Regions from separate parts of the Sus scrofa genome. Here all the other regions are linked to region 2. Evidence: chromatin contacts called from public Hi-C and HiChIP or PLAC-seq data. All regions are on one chromosome and are shown on one strand. Each heading gives the region's core, a stretch centred on a gene start, on an enhancer-like site or on the middle of the called end of the contact. The rest is flanking DNA. Distances are from core to core; before and after follow the strand shown. Region 1 overlaps LOC110257431 (a long non-coding RNA gene). Region 2 has its middle 43 kb from the start of PTPN1. Region 3 holds the start of CEBPB (CCAAT/enhancer binding protein (C/EBP), beta). Region 4 has its middle 31 kb from the start of CEBPB. Region 5 overlaps LOC110257431 (a long non-coding RNA gene).

Region 1 (2,700 bases), core at 16-2,515, 150 kb before region 2:
CTTGGGTCCACAGCCTCTCACCCTTTCCCCTTGTCCCAGCAGTCAGCTTCAGTGAAATACAAGAACAAGTCACCTGTGCTGAGTACCTATGGAATGCCCAGCCCTGCATGGAGGGTTTTGGGAGTGTCAGCTCATTCATTTCTCCTGCCAGCTGTATGAGGGAGGTGTTATCATGTTATCCATTTGATAGAGGACATGGAGGCCCAGAGAACTTAAGCAGTATTCCTAAGGTCACACAGCCAAGAAGCAGCAGAATGAAATCAGAACCCAGATCTGCCCCAGCTTAAAGCCTGTGTTCTACCACTGACAGTCACGTGCCCCCACCAGGTCTGGCTCCCTGTGATCCGAATACCATAATCATTCCGTGTATCAGGAGGGTAAACTGAGGCTCTGAGAGAGAGAATCACTTGCGTGAGGTCATACAGTGGGAAGGGGCAAAGCCAAAGGTTGAATCCCTGAGTCCACTTTTCTTCCACCAAATGATACAGCTGCTTGTCTTCCCAGGCCTATTTTCTCATTTGATGGGGGCGTGAGGACAATGTCTACCTAATTGGGTGGATGTGAGGATTAGAGGTGGTGCAAATCAGTTACCCAGCTCAGTGCCTGGCAGTTAGTAGATGCTTTAAAAAGGATGCCGTGATTATTTGTGTAAAGGTGGCTGCAATATTACATGAGTGAATTAATGTAAGGCACTTAGCTCAGTGTCCAAGTAGCACTTAAGTGCCTAGGGGCACATAGTAAGTGCTCAATACGGGCTAGCAGGTGTTATTATTATTAGAGGACCTATCACAGGGGACAGCCTGTTATCCTCCCAAACCAGCTTCCTTCCCAAACTGCCTTCCACTTGTTTCTCTCTTTATCCAACAAACTGGCTTTAGAGTCTGGGATAGGATTTGGAGGTGAGGAGGATGCAGAGCCTGTTGCTTATTGTTAGGGAGTTGCTGAGAGCACTAGATAGTGAGTCCGGATTCCTGGGTTTGAACCCTGGACCCACTGTGTGTCCTCTGGCAAGTGCCTTGCCCTCTCTGAGCTTCAGGTTCACCTTTCATCTGCAGAGCTGGGCCAAGCTGCTCTGGGAGGCGCCAGCCCAGCACAGGGATGGGGGTGGTTCCTGTGCCCCCTTTGGCCACTAGTCCCCACCTCCTGACTCCCGAGCTGCCGGCCTGCCCGGCTCAGCTGTGACGACCAACCAGCCAATCTGTTTACTGAACTGGCTGACCCCTTCCGGGAACTCGGCCCAAGCTTCCCAGAACTTGAGTATTAATGACCCGGAGCCACATGACAGAGCATGACACAGCACTTTTGGGCTCAAGGCAGGACCCAGAGGGGTGCGTGGGGGGCCGCAGCCCAGCCCCTCGGCCGGGCTGGCTGGTGAGTCACTCCGGCCTCCTGCAACTTCCTGATCCTGGCCACTCTGCGGCTCTCCCCGTATCCAGAACCCCCTCCCCCTGCCAGGGCCACCCTGGGGCCCCTGGCTCTTTGCCCTAGTGACCTAGAAGAGGTCTTGGGGGATCAGGACTGCCTTCTGGGGTTACAGATGAGGAGAATGAGGCCCAGAGGCTTGGAGTAAACAGCAGGGAGCACTTTTAAGCATTCACTGTGTGCAAGACATGGGGCAAACAGCTCATGCCAGCCCCGAAACAGCCCTGCAGAGTAGCATATGCCAGATGGGGAAACTGAGGCTCAGAGAGAGGACCAAGGGCATCCACATTTCAGGGCAGCAAGATATCCTAACAGCTCTCTTGGGCCTCAGATGCTCTCCTTTCAGTTGGTCAACAACCCCACAAGGGAGGGGTCTTGGGGTCTGATTCACAGCAGGGAAACCGAGGCATAGAGGGGCTGAGTACCCTGCCCGAGGTCTCAGAGCTCCGCCTCCAGGACCTGTGCTCTGAACCAGCGCCTGGCATATCCGCTAGTGCCCATGCACTATCTGTGCACTGACCAGCGTGGGTGAGAGCACGCACAGACCCTGGCATCATGCAGAGCTGGGGTTGATCCTCGACTGCACCTTCCTCTGGCTCCTCGGCCTGGGGCCTGTGGCTGCACCCAGCTGTACCTCACTTTCCTCACTGATAGGGGGTGACTGTAGTAGTCCCGACCTGGCAGAGCAGCCATGAGGGCTATGGTGTTTAAATAGCATTTGGCCGCATTGAAATTGCCCGTGGACACTGACTTTCAAGTCTGCATCTTCTCCCCGCCCAGGTCAACCTCTGGGCCCCACATCCTCCTCCTTCACTCTTTGCTGCCCAAGGGCAAATTGAGGGTGGTGGATTTTATGGGGCTGGGAACCAGACAGGCTCTGGGGCTCAGAGGGGCACCTGCCTGGGGCGGGAATGGAGCCTCCTGGTTCCCAGCCCCTGAACTTCAAGCTGGGGCCAGGGGTGCACAGGGGCAAGGCAGCACTTGGATGCTCTTCTCTTCATTCCACAGCTGCTGCTTGAGCACCTATTGTATCAGACTCGAGGGGACCCAGCAGCGAACAAGGCTTCCGCCTGCATTCAGGTGGAGGAGAGATCAGTGAGCAAACACAGGAATAGATAAGATAATTTCATGGCAGAAATAAACAGGGGTGTTTGGGAGCTGCACAGGTCAGAGAGGGCTTCTCTGAGGAGGTGACCTGGAGAGACTTCTGAAGGAGGAGAAGGAACGGACCCTGGGGGAAGAGATTTCCAGCAGGGGTAACAGCAAGGGCAAAGGCCC
Region 2 (2,700 bases), core at 67-2,566:
TGGAAAGGTAAGTGGGTGAAATGCATGGATGAAAGGATAAATTGATGGATGGATGGATGGATGGATGGATGGAGAGATGGATGGATGGAGAGATGGATGGATGGATGGACAGATAGATGGATGAATGAATAGATATGTAGGAGGGTGAAATGTATGAATGAAAGGATGGATGGATGGATAGATGAATGGAGGATGGACAGGTAGATGGATGAATGGATGAGTGGATAGATAAGTGAAATGCATGAATGAAAGGATGGATGGATGGATAGATGGGTGGGTGGATGGATGATATTGATGGATGAGTGAGTGAGTGAGTAGAATGCATACATGGAATGAATGCATGACTATACATGTAAAAGAATTAACTAAATAAATGGTCATGGAAAGCAGAGGCATTAGGAGTTCAAGTGTTTGTTCCTGGACCTTGAATGCACCCTTCAGGAAGGTCTTAAACTGGCAGTTCTCAGGCCAAATCAGGCTTCAGACTTGTTTTATTTGGACATCAAGGGTTTTTAACTTTTTAATTAATTGCCATTGTGTAAAAATTAGGAAATTTCACATAAGTAATCTAGATTTCTGCCTTCTCTTGCAAAATTGGGCCAGCCCACAGGAAACAAAGTGCCAGGACTAACCAGGCTGAGCCGTCTGGGACACCACGGTCCCCACCACTCCCCAGTGCATCCCTCATGTTGAGGTTGAGTCTCAGCTGCCGTTTATCATGGCACTGGGGCTGGCGTTTTTCTCACAGTACAAATATAATGAAAACGAAAAATCTCTTGTACATGACTTTCCATCAAAAGTGGGAAAATGAAAATATATAAAAAGAAAACTGGGAGAAAAGGTATTTCTTTGTGGAACAAGAGAATATTTCTGTGGATTTGAAACCCAAGCAATGCATACTTTTCTGAGGGACAGTAGATTACATTGGTTAAGGGCACAGGTGCTGGAGCCTGACAACTTGGGTTCAAGCCCCAGCTCTGCCACCTACTGGCTGTGTGGCCTTGGGCAAGTCACTGAACTTCTCTGGGCCTCAGTTTTCTCATCTCTGTGGCAGGGATGGTGTCGGTCCCCACCCCCAGGGTATTAATACTTGTTAATACAAGTTCCTATATGTGAGGCTCTGTGTGTGTGAGCCATTCTTACCTTAAGCAGGACTAACTTCGGTCACTGCCTGGGCCCTGTAGGTCCACAGTAGGGGTTCTAAACCCAAGGCCATTTGGCAATGTCTAGATTTGGCAATGTCTAGAGACCTTGGACTGTCACAACGTCCCATTCCAGGCTGCAGCCAGTTAAACAAGGGATGTGTCCCCAGCGCCTCCTGGTGGCCTCATCCCTAAACTGCGTGAAATTCCCCAGCCTTGGGTAGTGGTGGAGAGATTGGGGACTTACCCCAGGGCCATAGTCTCCAGACTAGTTGTCAGGGTAGAGATTTAAAGTAATGAAAGATGGCAGCAAAGGCTTGGGCGTTTGGATCCCAGCTCTTGAACAGAGCAGCAGGAAGACTTGAGCCAAATTCTATGACCTTTCTGGACCTCAGTTTCCTCCCCTATAAAATGGGGATGATGTCACTTCAGTGTTGTTGAAGGACTAGATTAGGTAACAGACAAAAACAGACAGCGCACATGGGACTCTTCACAATCGTCTTCTCTGACACTGGTGTACATCCAAATCCATAACCATTTACATTTGATGAACTTCCAAACTACTCAGAGTGATTTTTTGGTTTTGTTTTGGTTTTGTTTTTTGTCTTTTTAGGGCTGCACCTGTGGCATGTGGAAGTTCCCAGGCTAGGGGTTGAATTGGAGCTGTAGCTGCCAGCCTATGCCACAGCCACAGCAACGCAGGATCCAAGCCACGTCTGCAGCCTACACTACAGCTCACAGCAATGCCAGATCCTTAACCCCACTGATCAAGGAGGGATCGAACCAGTGTCCTCATGGACACTAGTCAGGTTTGTTACACTGAGGCACACTGGGCACTCCATCAGAGTGATTTTTGTTTTATAAAGACATATTTACTTACATGGAATGGGATCCACATATATCATCAAGTAACCTCAGGCTTCAAAAACCTTGTGCCCAGAAGGATCCCATTTTTGTTTGGCTTACCTGGATGTTCAAATAGGTACACTTGTAGCATATATGAGAAAGAAAGACCTAAATTTCTTCTTATATAAAGAGCTCTTGCAGATGGAAAAAAAGAAACAATTATCCAATGGAAAGATAGGCAAAGGACTGAATGCTTTGCTACCAGAAAAGAAATAATAATACAAATGGCCTTTAGATATATTTTTAAATCCCCAACCTAATATAAAAGGAAGGACTGCAGAATACAACCACCGTGAACACCTTTTTCCCCAGTGAGCAGGGCAAAGATTGAGAAGTCAAATCATAGTAGGCGTCGGCTAGAGTGTGGGGAAACCAGCCCTCACGTAAGCTGATGGTCTGAATGCCAATTGGTAGGTATGACCTTAGAAAGCATTTGGACAATAAGTGTTAAAATTTAAAAACGCACCTGCCCTGTGACCAGGCAGTTCAGCTGCTAGGAATGTATCCCCACAGAAATAGATCCACATACACGGAAAGACTCCTGTGAAGGGAATACTAATTGCAGCATTGTTTGCTGCAGCAAAAGACTGGAATCACCTACATGACTATCACCAGGGGCTGGTTAGATAAATTATTATATTCAGACAATGGA
Region 3 (2,700 bases), core at 143-2,642, 250 kb before region 2:
GGGAAAAACAGGGGAGTCCCTTCTCTCTGCATAGCCCCCACTGGGGCCTGGCAGAACTCCTTTCGCACAAGCCTCAGAAACAGGTGTTTTGGCCTTCTGGTGGCAAATAGGTCTGAGAGTGTAGGGACCAGGGCTTTTCTTTGAGAATAGTGGGGGACATGAGGCCATCTGACCTGGGGTGTGCTATGCCCCCTCTGGGCCTCTTTACACCCTGGGAGAGGCCCTTCTCTCTGCTGTGCATCTTAGAGCAGAAAGCCTTATGTTTGGGAGTCTGTGGTGGAGACAATAATACAACTAATAATAAGTTTTGAGACCTTCAAGGATTGAAGGTTAGCTAAGTGACCTGCGCAAGGTGACACAGTAATGTCAGAGCTTAGCACCTACACCCCCTTCTACACTTTGGGTGCCCAAGTGGGAGTGGGGTGGGGCTGGAGAATACCCGGGTGTGGTCTGAGGGGGCGGGCGGCTGTGCTGGGCAGGGCTAGGAGAGGGGCAAGGTCGGGCCCCTGGCAGATGCTCCAGTGGAGCTTGCTCCAGACTTGCACTCCCAAAGCCCCCAACCACAAGTCTTCGCATTTAGGAGAGAAGTCCCTATAGGCGTGAAATCCTCTCCTTCCAAAAGTTGGGGACGAGGGCAAGTTTAGGGGCGGGGCCGGGCCCTGGAAGGGCTTTGGAGATGGGCTACCTCTCCAATAGCCAGAGCAGGGGTTTGGGGTCTCCAGGATCCCGCCTGGGGCGCGTCCCCTCCTTAAGGAGTTGGGGCTGAGAGCCGCTGATCTTGAAGCCACGGCCTCCTCCAGCAGGGGGCGGGCCGCGGCCGCGTTTAGGGTGGGGGAAGGCGATGGCGTCGCCCCCTCCCCGGATTCCCCCCTCCCTTCTAGTACAGCCTCCAGCCCAGAGGGGGCGGTCCGGGGGCGGGTTCGCGCCTCTTCTCGCTTCCAATCCTGAGTCCGAAGGGTGGGGGTGGGCAGGGGGCGTGTGGCGGCCCCCGAAGCCGGAGGACCCCCCAAGGGCGCGCTCCAGATCTTCAGTCAGGTCACGGTGCCCCACCGCCGCCCTGCCGGGGGTCTCGGGCGGCCACAGCGTGTCCTCTGCGTGCCCGGGGAGGGGTTGGGGCGGCCGCCAGGCGTGACGCAGCCGTTGCCATGGCCCGCCTTATAAATAACCGGGCTCTGGAGAAACTTTAGCGAGTCAGAGCCGCGCACGGGACCGGGAAGGGGACCCACCCGAGGGTCCAGCTACCAGCCCCCGCACTAATAGCGGCCAATCCAGCGGAAAAAGCAACAGCAGCAGCAGCGACACAGCAGCGACAGTTCGGAGCCAGGAGGCCGCGCCACCTGCGGGCCGGCCGGAGCGGGCAGCCCCAGGCCCCCTCCCCGGGCACCCGCGTTCATGCAACGCCTGGTGGCCTGGGACCCAGCATGTCTCCCCCTGCCGCCGCCGCCTGCCTTTAAATCCATGGAAGTGGCCAACTTCTACTACGAGGCGGACTGCTTGGCTGCTGCGTACGGCGGCAAGGCGGCCCCCGCGGCGCCCCCCGCGGCCAGACCCGGGCCGCGCCCCCCCGCCGGCGAGCTGGGTAGCATCGGTGACCACGAGCGCGCCATCGACTTCAGCCCATACCTGGAGCCGCTGGGCGCGCCGCAGGCCCCGGCGCCGGCCACGGCCACCGACACCTTCGAGGCGGCTCCGCCCGCGCCCGCCCCCGCGCCCGCCTCCTCCGGGCAGCACCACGACTTCCTCTCCGATCTCTTCTCCGACGACTACGGGGGCAAGAACTGCAAGAAGGCGGCCGAATACGGCTACGTGAGCCTGGGGCGTCTGGGGGCCGCCAAGAACGCGCTGCACCCGGGCTGCTTCGCGCCCCTACACCCGCCGCCCCCGCCGCCGCCGCCGCAGCCGGCCGAGCTCAAGGCGGAGCCGGGCTTCGAGCCCGCGGACTGCAAGCGGAAGGAGGAGGCCGGAGCGCCGGGCGGCGGCGCCGCAGGCATGGCGGCTGGCTTCCCGTATGCGCTGCGCGCCTACCTCGGCTACCAGGCGGTGCCGAGCGGCAGCAGCGGGAGCCTGTCCACATCCTCGTCGTCCAGCCCGCCCGGCACGCCGAGCCCCGCCGACGCCAAGGCGCCCCCAGCCGCCTGCTACGCGGGGGCGGCGCCGGCGCCCTCGCAGGTCAAGAGTAAGACCAAGAAGACCGTGGATAAGCACAGCGACGAGTACAAGATCCGGCGTGAGCGCAACAACATCGCGGTGCGCAAGAGCCGCGACAAGGCCAAGATGCGCAACCTGGAGACGCAGCATAAGGTCCTGGAGCTCACGGCCGAGAACGAGCGGCTCCAGAAGAAGGTGGAGCAGCTGTCGCGCGAGCTCAGCACCCTGCGGAACTTGTTCAAGCAGCTGCCCGAGCCCCTGCTCGCCTCCTCCGGCCACTGCTAGCGCGGCCCCCGCGCGCGTCCCCCTGCCGGCCCGCCGGCCTCCGCGCTGCCGGGCGCGCCGCGGCCACAGTGACTCCGGGAAGCGCCCGCGCTCCCGCCCCCGCCCCCAGTGGCGCCGGCAAAACTTTGGCACTGGGGCACTTGGCAGCGCGGGGAGCTCGTCGGTAATTTTAATATTTTATTATATATATCTATATTTTTGTCCAAACCAACCGCACATGCAGATGAGGCGCCCGCCCGTGGTGTTATTTAAAGAAGAAATGTCTAT
Region 4 (2,700 bases), core at 82-2,581, 220 kb before region 2:
AAGTGGAAGGCAGAGCTCTGCAGGCAATGCCCACAGCCCCAGCACCAACGAGTCCGGCCCAGCCCTCCCATAAGCTGGGATAATAGCTACTCCCACATGGGGTGAGGCTTGTGCTACCTTCTCCATCCCAACCCCCTGTCCCAGGCTTGGGTGTGACAGGCCTGTTCAAGGCCTAGTGAGCCACAAACGCTAACCACCAAGGACTCAAACTGGCGGCCCATGGGCCGGGTCGGCCTCGAGGCGTGTTGGGTTTGGCCTGTGTTATGCTTTTGCTGAAAGTTAAAATAAGTTGCCAACACTGAAAATTTAGGATGTTGCATGCAAACATCCAGATTTCTGGCTTCCCTTGAGAAATGAAAAGATCCAGGTACTCTGGGCTTGTAAGTGCTGTGTGCTAGAGCTGAAGAATGGCTGCTCCCCCACAGACAGTATAGCTGCCCCTGACCCGTTTCACTTTTATGCCCCTGCCTGGCTCTTGTAGGCAGCTGAGCTGGCAAACCTCCCTGTAGGGTTAGGGGTCAGTTACCTATTTGCAAGATGGGATATTGAGGTTGAGAAAAACGGGTGACAACACTGGTTTGCACACTGAGCCTGGAACTCAGGTCACAATCATTTAGTTAAGTCTTTACTGAGCACCCACTATAGACCAGGCCCTGGGGACACAGACCATGAGAGATACTCTCCGTCCTTCTGGAGGTGACAATCTTCTACTCCACAGCCATAATGTCACCTGTATTGCTGGGTAACAGTCTCTGTTGGAGACAAGTCCTTTCTTGTTCCCTTGAGGTTGCTGGAAGTTGATTTCTTACAGCTCCTGGGACAGGGACAAGAAGCAGCCATCCTGAAAGGAAGCCCTTGGAAGAGTTCCCACCACAAGGCTGCTCCTACTTCCCAACCTGGGCTCTCAGAGAATGCGAGGGGTGGCCAGGGTTGGCTGACAGTGGTGGAGGGTGGGAGTGGGGGTAGGAGGGTGGAGAAGTGATCAGAGAAGCCACAGTAGTATCAGCTAGACAGAACAGGCTTTTCCATCCTGATTGAACCAAAGGTGAATGGATTAGGTTTCTCCTACTCCTCTTCAAAAGATGAGAAGTGGAGGGACAAGTCGCTGGAATACCCAGGTTCCCCACTTGCTAGTTCAGGAAATAAGCCAGTTTGGGGAAAATTGCACCTCCTCAACACAGTGCCACCCCTGGTCAGGAGGAGAAACTGCAGCCCAGCACCTCTATCCCCAGTTTCTCAGCCCTGGACCCCACTTGGGTTCCACTGACCCCAGTGCCACCAAGGCTTATTGCAGACATCCTGGCCTCCCAGAAGCCACATCTGAAGAGCATTAAGCAGCCCGCATACTCTCTGGACGGCTCCCCACTGACGCGGGGGGATGAATAACAGTCTCAGCCATCATGTGCGTTTGCTAAAAATAATCTTGACATACTTTTGCATTGGGAAACAATGTGGATTCCAAACATTCTCAAAGGGCAGAGAGGGGAAAAAAGGGAAGAATGGAAATCAAGTTTTTGAGCTTAGTAATTAATTGGCCTGTAAACAAATGACTCACGGTCTTTCCTGGCTATTTTTCTTTCCGTTTTGCGTGGAGTTTTGCAGGGATAAGGGGAAGGAGGCCAAGTGAGCCAAACTGATAGGCAAGACTGGGCTCAGATATGTTTCCCTGAGGTACAGGATGGCAACTGTCCTGAGCTGGCTAGTTGGAGAGTGAGAGGAAGAGCTTCAGGTGGAGGGAACAGCCTGTGTGGCAGGCCTGAGAACTGAAAGAGAGCTTGGCATGTTCCAGGAACAGTGAGGAGGCCATTGTGGCTTGAGTGGAGTGGACAAGGGGGTGAGTTCACAGAGGGCCACAGGCTCTGGATCACATGCAGCCCTATTGCTGTATTACGGCACGTAGACTTGATCCTGAAGACGATGGAAGCCACGGAAAGGTTTTAAGCTGAGAGGGTATATCATCTGATGCATACAGTGATGTTGTTTAAAAATAAGGTGATGAGAAAAATAAGTTCTAAATGTCTCTCTCTTGTTTGGATGCTTCTGATACTTAGATTTCCCCAATAAATAATTATCTAGTTGTTGTATTCCTTAAGGGTTCGTATAGTTAATGTCAGTCTCCTCTCCATAGAACATCAGCTCCATGATATTGGAGACTTTGTTGGTCTTGTTTACTGCTGTGTCCCCAGTGCCAAGACCAATGCTTGGCACACAGTAGGAGCCCAGTAAATGTTTGTCAAATGACTGAGCCCTCTCTGCAAGGTCAGCAGCCTCATTTCATTTGTCAGAGGAGGAACAGAGGGCAGAGAGGGCTCCACAGCCAGCCTGGGATGGTCCTGGGAAAGGCAGGTTTTATTTAGTTCAAAATAAGGAGAAGTTTTATTGCTGGAAAATCAATTCTGTAAGGGACTGAGTTCCCCAGCAATGGGGGAATTCAAATAGGGTACACATCACCAGCCCCACAATACCCCTCTTTGATTTGAGACAAACTCTGGGCTGGCTGATAGATGTCAGCCGACAATCTATGAGGCTGGCATGTTGCCATGTTCGTTGTGCAGATAGAGAAGCCGGGACCCAGAGAGGAACCGTGGCATACCCAAGGCCGCATAGTTATAAGCAGGGGAGCCCACAGTGGAATCCAGGCCTGACTATAAAGGCTTTTTCTTTTAACCCCTTTTCGGAGCCATGGACATTGATTTGAAT
Region 5 (2,700 bases), core at 86-2,585, 190 kb before region 2:
GGGAGTGGGGCCTCCTGTGACACCTGCTTATGGCTCCCTATCTTCACTCTCCAACGCTTTCATCTCTGGAGGAACATGTTCATGGGTCTGCTCACTTGAAGATACCCGTGTCCCCCAACATCATATGCTGTCACTTACATGTGGAATCAAAAAAAAGGACACAATGAACTTCTTTGCAGAACAGATACTGACTCACAGACTTTGAAAAACTTATGGTTTCCAAAGGAGACAGGTTGGGGGGTTGGGGGACAGGCTGGGGGTCTGGGATGGAAATGCTATAAAATAGGGTTGTAATGATCGTTGTACAACTATAAATGTAATAAAACTCATTGAGTAATTAAAAAAAATTTTAAAAAGATACCTGTGTCCCCTCAGGGTGTCAGCTCCAGGAAGGCTGGGTCTGGGGGCTTTATCTCAGTTCCTGGAACAGTATTGGTATGCAGCATCCAGCAGGTGCGCTGATGTATGTTTGGCAAATGAGTGAGCGTTGGTGCTTTAAAATCAGACCTTGGAATCTTTGCAAGTTTCTTAAAATTCCAACAGTGGAGAGTTGCAGACTTCGAGGCACTGAGACTCAGAGGTTCTGGAGTCCACCTGCCCCCCGACCTCCAGCCCTGCTCAGTTCACCTCTCTGTCTCTCTGTTTCCTTCTGTCTCTGTGTCTTCCTCTGTCTGGCTCAGTCTTGAGCCCCTCCCTCTCACTGTCTCTCCCCTCTCTCTGTCTCTCCAAGTGTTTTCATCTCTGTCTTCCTCTGTATGTCTCTCTCCTATCTTCCTCCTCTCTCCTCTCCTCTCCTCTCCTCCCCTTCCTCTCTGTTTACCGTTGTCCTCTGTCTCTCTTTCTGTGTCTCCGCTTGTCCCTCCTCTCCATCCTCCCCCTCCCTTAGCCTCTGTGGGTACTGGCCCAGCTGCTGCTGTAAATGGCTTTTCTGCCATCTGCCCCACTGAAGGGTTCCCTCCAAGTGTGACAAGGTTGAGCTGTTCTGTGGTCCAGTGAGGAGCAGGGATGGACCCAGGGAGGCTGGAGCTGGGCGTGGAAGCTCTTAGCAACCTTTTCGTTGTGTGACTTGTCAAAGTCAATAATCTCTCTGGGCCCCATCTTCCTTACAATTTCTGGGACCTCCTTTATTTCTCTTCCAAACCTGCCTATTATTTTATTGGCTTGTGGTGATGCTCAGAGAAGTTTATGGATGGGGGGATCTTCACCAGTGCAGCCTCTATGGCAGCCGGAGCAATCTTTTGCCAGGAGTTGACCATGAGAGGGACCAGGCTGGGTGTGTTCCCTGGCTTAGGTCACTATCTATCCTGGGCTCGCCACACAGGGCTCTTTTTACCCAGCCAGGCCTCCCGTCTAGAATCTTGAACTCATTAGGCTGCTTCCAGTCTCAGGGCCTTGGCAGGTGCTGTTCCATCTGTTTGGGACGCTCTTCCTTCTGTCTTGGTCTAGTTAAACTCCTACTTGTTCTGATTCTGGCTTAAACACTGCCTCCTCCATGAAGCCCTCCCTGATGACACCCCCATACGCTAGGTCACCCTGTTAACCACTTTCCATCACTTAGCACAGTTGTAATTACTTTATTTATTTGCTCTCAGCTGCCACAGCCTCCCTATCCCATCATTTGAGCTAAGATTCCCCCCTTCCTCCACCCCTGCCCCCCAAGGGAAGTTGGGAGGCCCAGGCCCATGAGTCAGCAAAGTTCTCCTTCCTCTCTTGGCACTTTCTCTGCAGAGGCTGAGAGCTGGCTTCCTCCAAGGGTGATTAAATTCAAGGGTGTCTAGGTAGAAGGGAGGTGAGCAGGGCCTCTTCCTAGCCCCTGGACCAGCTCTTCAGCACCAGATAGCTTTTCTCCATCTCCATCTCCATGACAACCCCTCCTGGCCTGAGCCACCATTGATAGGCTCTCCTGCTCCTGCTGCCCCATCTGGAGAATCCAGAGGGAGCTTTTCCCACCCCAGACCTAATCTCCAATTTGCCTTGCTATAAACTCTTGCATGACTCCCCATTATTCTCACAATAAAGCCCAGCTCTCCTCAGTTGGACTACAAGCTCTCCATGGCCTGACCTTGCCTCTTTTCCTTCATGCCCCAGTAGCACCCAGCTCCTTGCCTCCAAGACTTAGCACTTGCTGTTCCCTCTGCTCTGGATACTGTTCCCCAAAAATGGATGAAAGACTCAAGTGGTATTCCCTCACCACTTTCATGTCTTTGACCAGATGTTACCTTCTGTGAGAGCTTCCCTGACTGCCCTACTTAAAATTTTAACCTCCTCAGTACCCCTTCTCCCCGTCCCTCCTTTAGTTCTTCCTATAACCTTGAGACCTGGGAGTAGGCCACACATGTTACTGATTCATCTCGTTTCTCATCTGTCTCCCCCACTACAATGGCAGGTCCCTTGGTCAGTATAGTTCCCTGCTGTATTGCCAGCAAGGAGTGAGCCTGGGCTACATGGCTTTGGGGTCACAAGGGCCTGATTTGGAGTTCTGGCTCAGTCACTTTCTGAATTTCTTCTTTCTAGGCCTAAGTTTTCTTACCTGAAACATGAGAGAATATTTGGAATTGGAGCAAGGGTGAAATAAAATCCTGTGTGTAAAAAAGGGGGATGGGGAAGAACCAAAATAAAAAACTCATCATTCATCATTTTGGGGAAATGGGTGACTCCATTCTGCTCTGGCCACTCTGTGGACTATTATGCAGCTGTTAA

What was found. Hi-C and Micro-C count contacts between places; a contact is called where the count stands out from the background. HiChIP or PLAC-seq counts read pairs in DNA pulled down with a chosen protein or histone mark.
Region 1: an H3K27ac HiChIP or PLAC-seq map of alveolar macrophages shows a contact between it and region 2, with 5 times the contacts expected there. The contact joins two enhancer-like sites. A contact is called at or near these places in 1 of 5 promoter capture datasets (liver), 8 of 47 Hi-C or Micro-C datasets (blood, embryonic fibroblasts, liver and 3 more) and 2 of 2 datasets of contacts at active chromatin or transcription factors (alveolar macrophages and skeletal muscle).
Region 3: a Hi-C map of liver shows a contact between it and region 2, with 6 times the contacts expected there. The contact joins the promoter of CEBPB here to the enhancer-like site in region 2. A contact is called at or near these places in 5 of 5 promoter capture datasets (fetal liver, fetal skeletal muscle, liver and 1 more), 38 of 47 Hi-C or Micro-C datasets (adipocytes, adipose tissue, alveolar macrophages and 17 more) and 2 of 2 datasets of contacts at active chromatin or transcription factors (alveolar macrophages and skeletal muscle).
Region 4: an H3K27ac HiChIP or PLAC-seq map of alveolar macrophages shows a contact between it and region 2. The contact joins two enhancer-like sites. A contact is called at or near these places in 2 of 47 Hi-C or Micro-C datasets (embryonic fibroblasts and epiblast stem cells) and 2 of 2 datasets of contacts at active chromatin or transcription factors (alveolar macrophages and skeletal muscle).
Region 5: a contact with region 2 is called in an H3K27ac HiChIP or PLAC-seq map of skeletal muscle. The contact joins two enhancer-like sites. A contact is called at or near these places in 2 of 2 datasets of contacts at active chromatin or transcription factors (alveolar macrophages and skeletal muscle).

Annotation. Positions count from the first base shown.
Region 1 is chr17:51,820,141-51,822,840 of Sscrofa11.1, forward strand. The region is part of intron 1 of LOC110257431 (a long non-coding RNA gene); the gene reads left to right. Among named protein-coding and RNA genes, the nearest start is that of CEBPB, 99 kb to the left of the region's middle. Within about 2 kb of position 1,266, at least 41 of the 83 cell types and tissues checked have an H3K27ac peak or open chromatin away from gene starts, as enhancers often do. A contact at or near this core is called in alveolar macrophages, liver, retroperitoneal adipose tissue and 1 more, where this site is marked.
Region 2 is chr17:51,972,820-51,975,519 of Sscrofa11.1, forward strand. No RefSeq gene overlaps it. Among named protein-coding and RNA genes, the nearest start is that of PTPN1, 43 kb to the right of the region's middle. Within about 2 kb of position 1,317, at least 14 of the 83 cell types and tissues checked have an H3K27ac peak or open chromatin away from gene starts, as enhancers often do. A contact at or near this core is called in adipose tissue, alveolar macrophages, fetal liver and 3 more, where this site is marked.
Region 3 is chr17:51,721,241-51,723,940 of Sscrofa11.1, forward strand. CEBPB (CCAAT/enhancer binding protein (C/EBP), beta) reads left to right here and starts at 1,393. Exons shown (of 1, transcript NM_001199889.1): 1 at 1,393-2,433. The coding sequence starts at 1,393. The coding sequence ends at 2,433.
Region 4 is chr17:51,752,535-51,755,234 of Sscrofa11.1, forward strand. No RefSeq gene overlaps it. Among named protein-coding and RNA genes, the nearest start is that of CEBPB, 31 kb to the left of the region's middle. Within about 2 kb of position 1,332, at least 26 of the 83 cell types and tissues checked have an H3K27ac peak or open chromatin away from gene starts, as enhancers often do. A contact at or near this core is called in alveolar macrophages and skeletal muscle, where this site is marked.
Region 5 is chr17:51,786,811-51,789,510 of Sscrofa11.1, forward strand. All of the region lies in intron 1 of LOC110257431 (a long non-coding RNA gene), which reads left to right. Among named protein-coding and RNA genes, the nearest start is that of CEBPB, 66 kb to the left of the region's middle. Within about 2 kb of position 1,336, at least 6 of the 83 cell types and tissues checked have an H3K27ac peak or open chromatin away from gene starts, as enhancers often do. A contact at or near this core is called in alveolar macrophages and skeletal muscle, where this site is marked.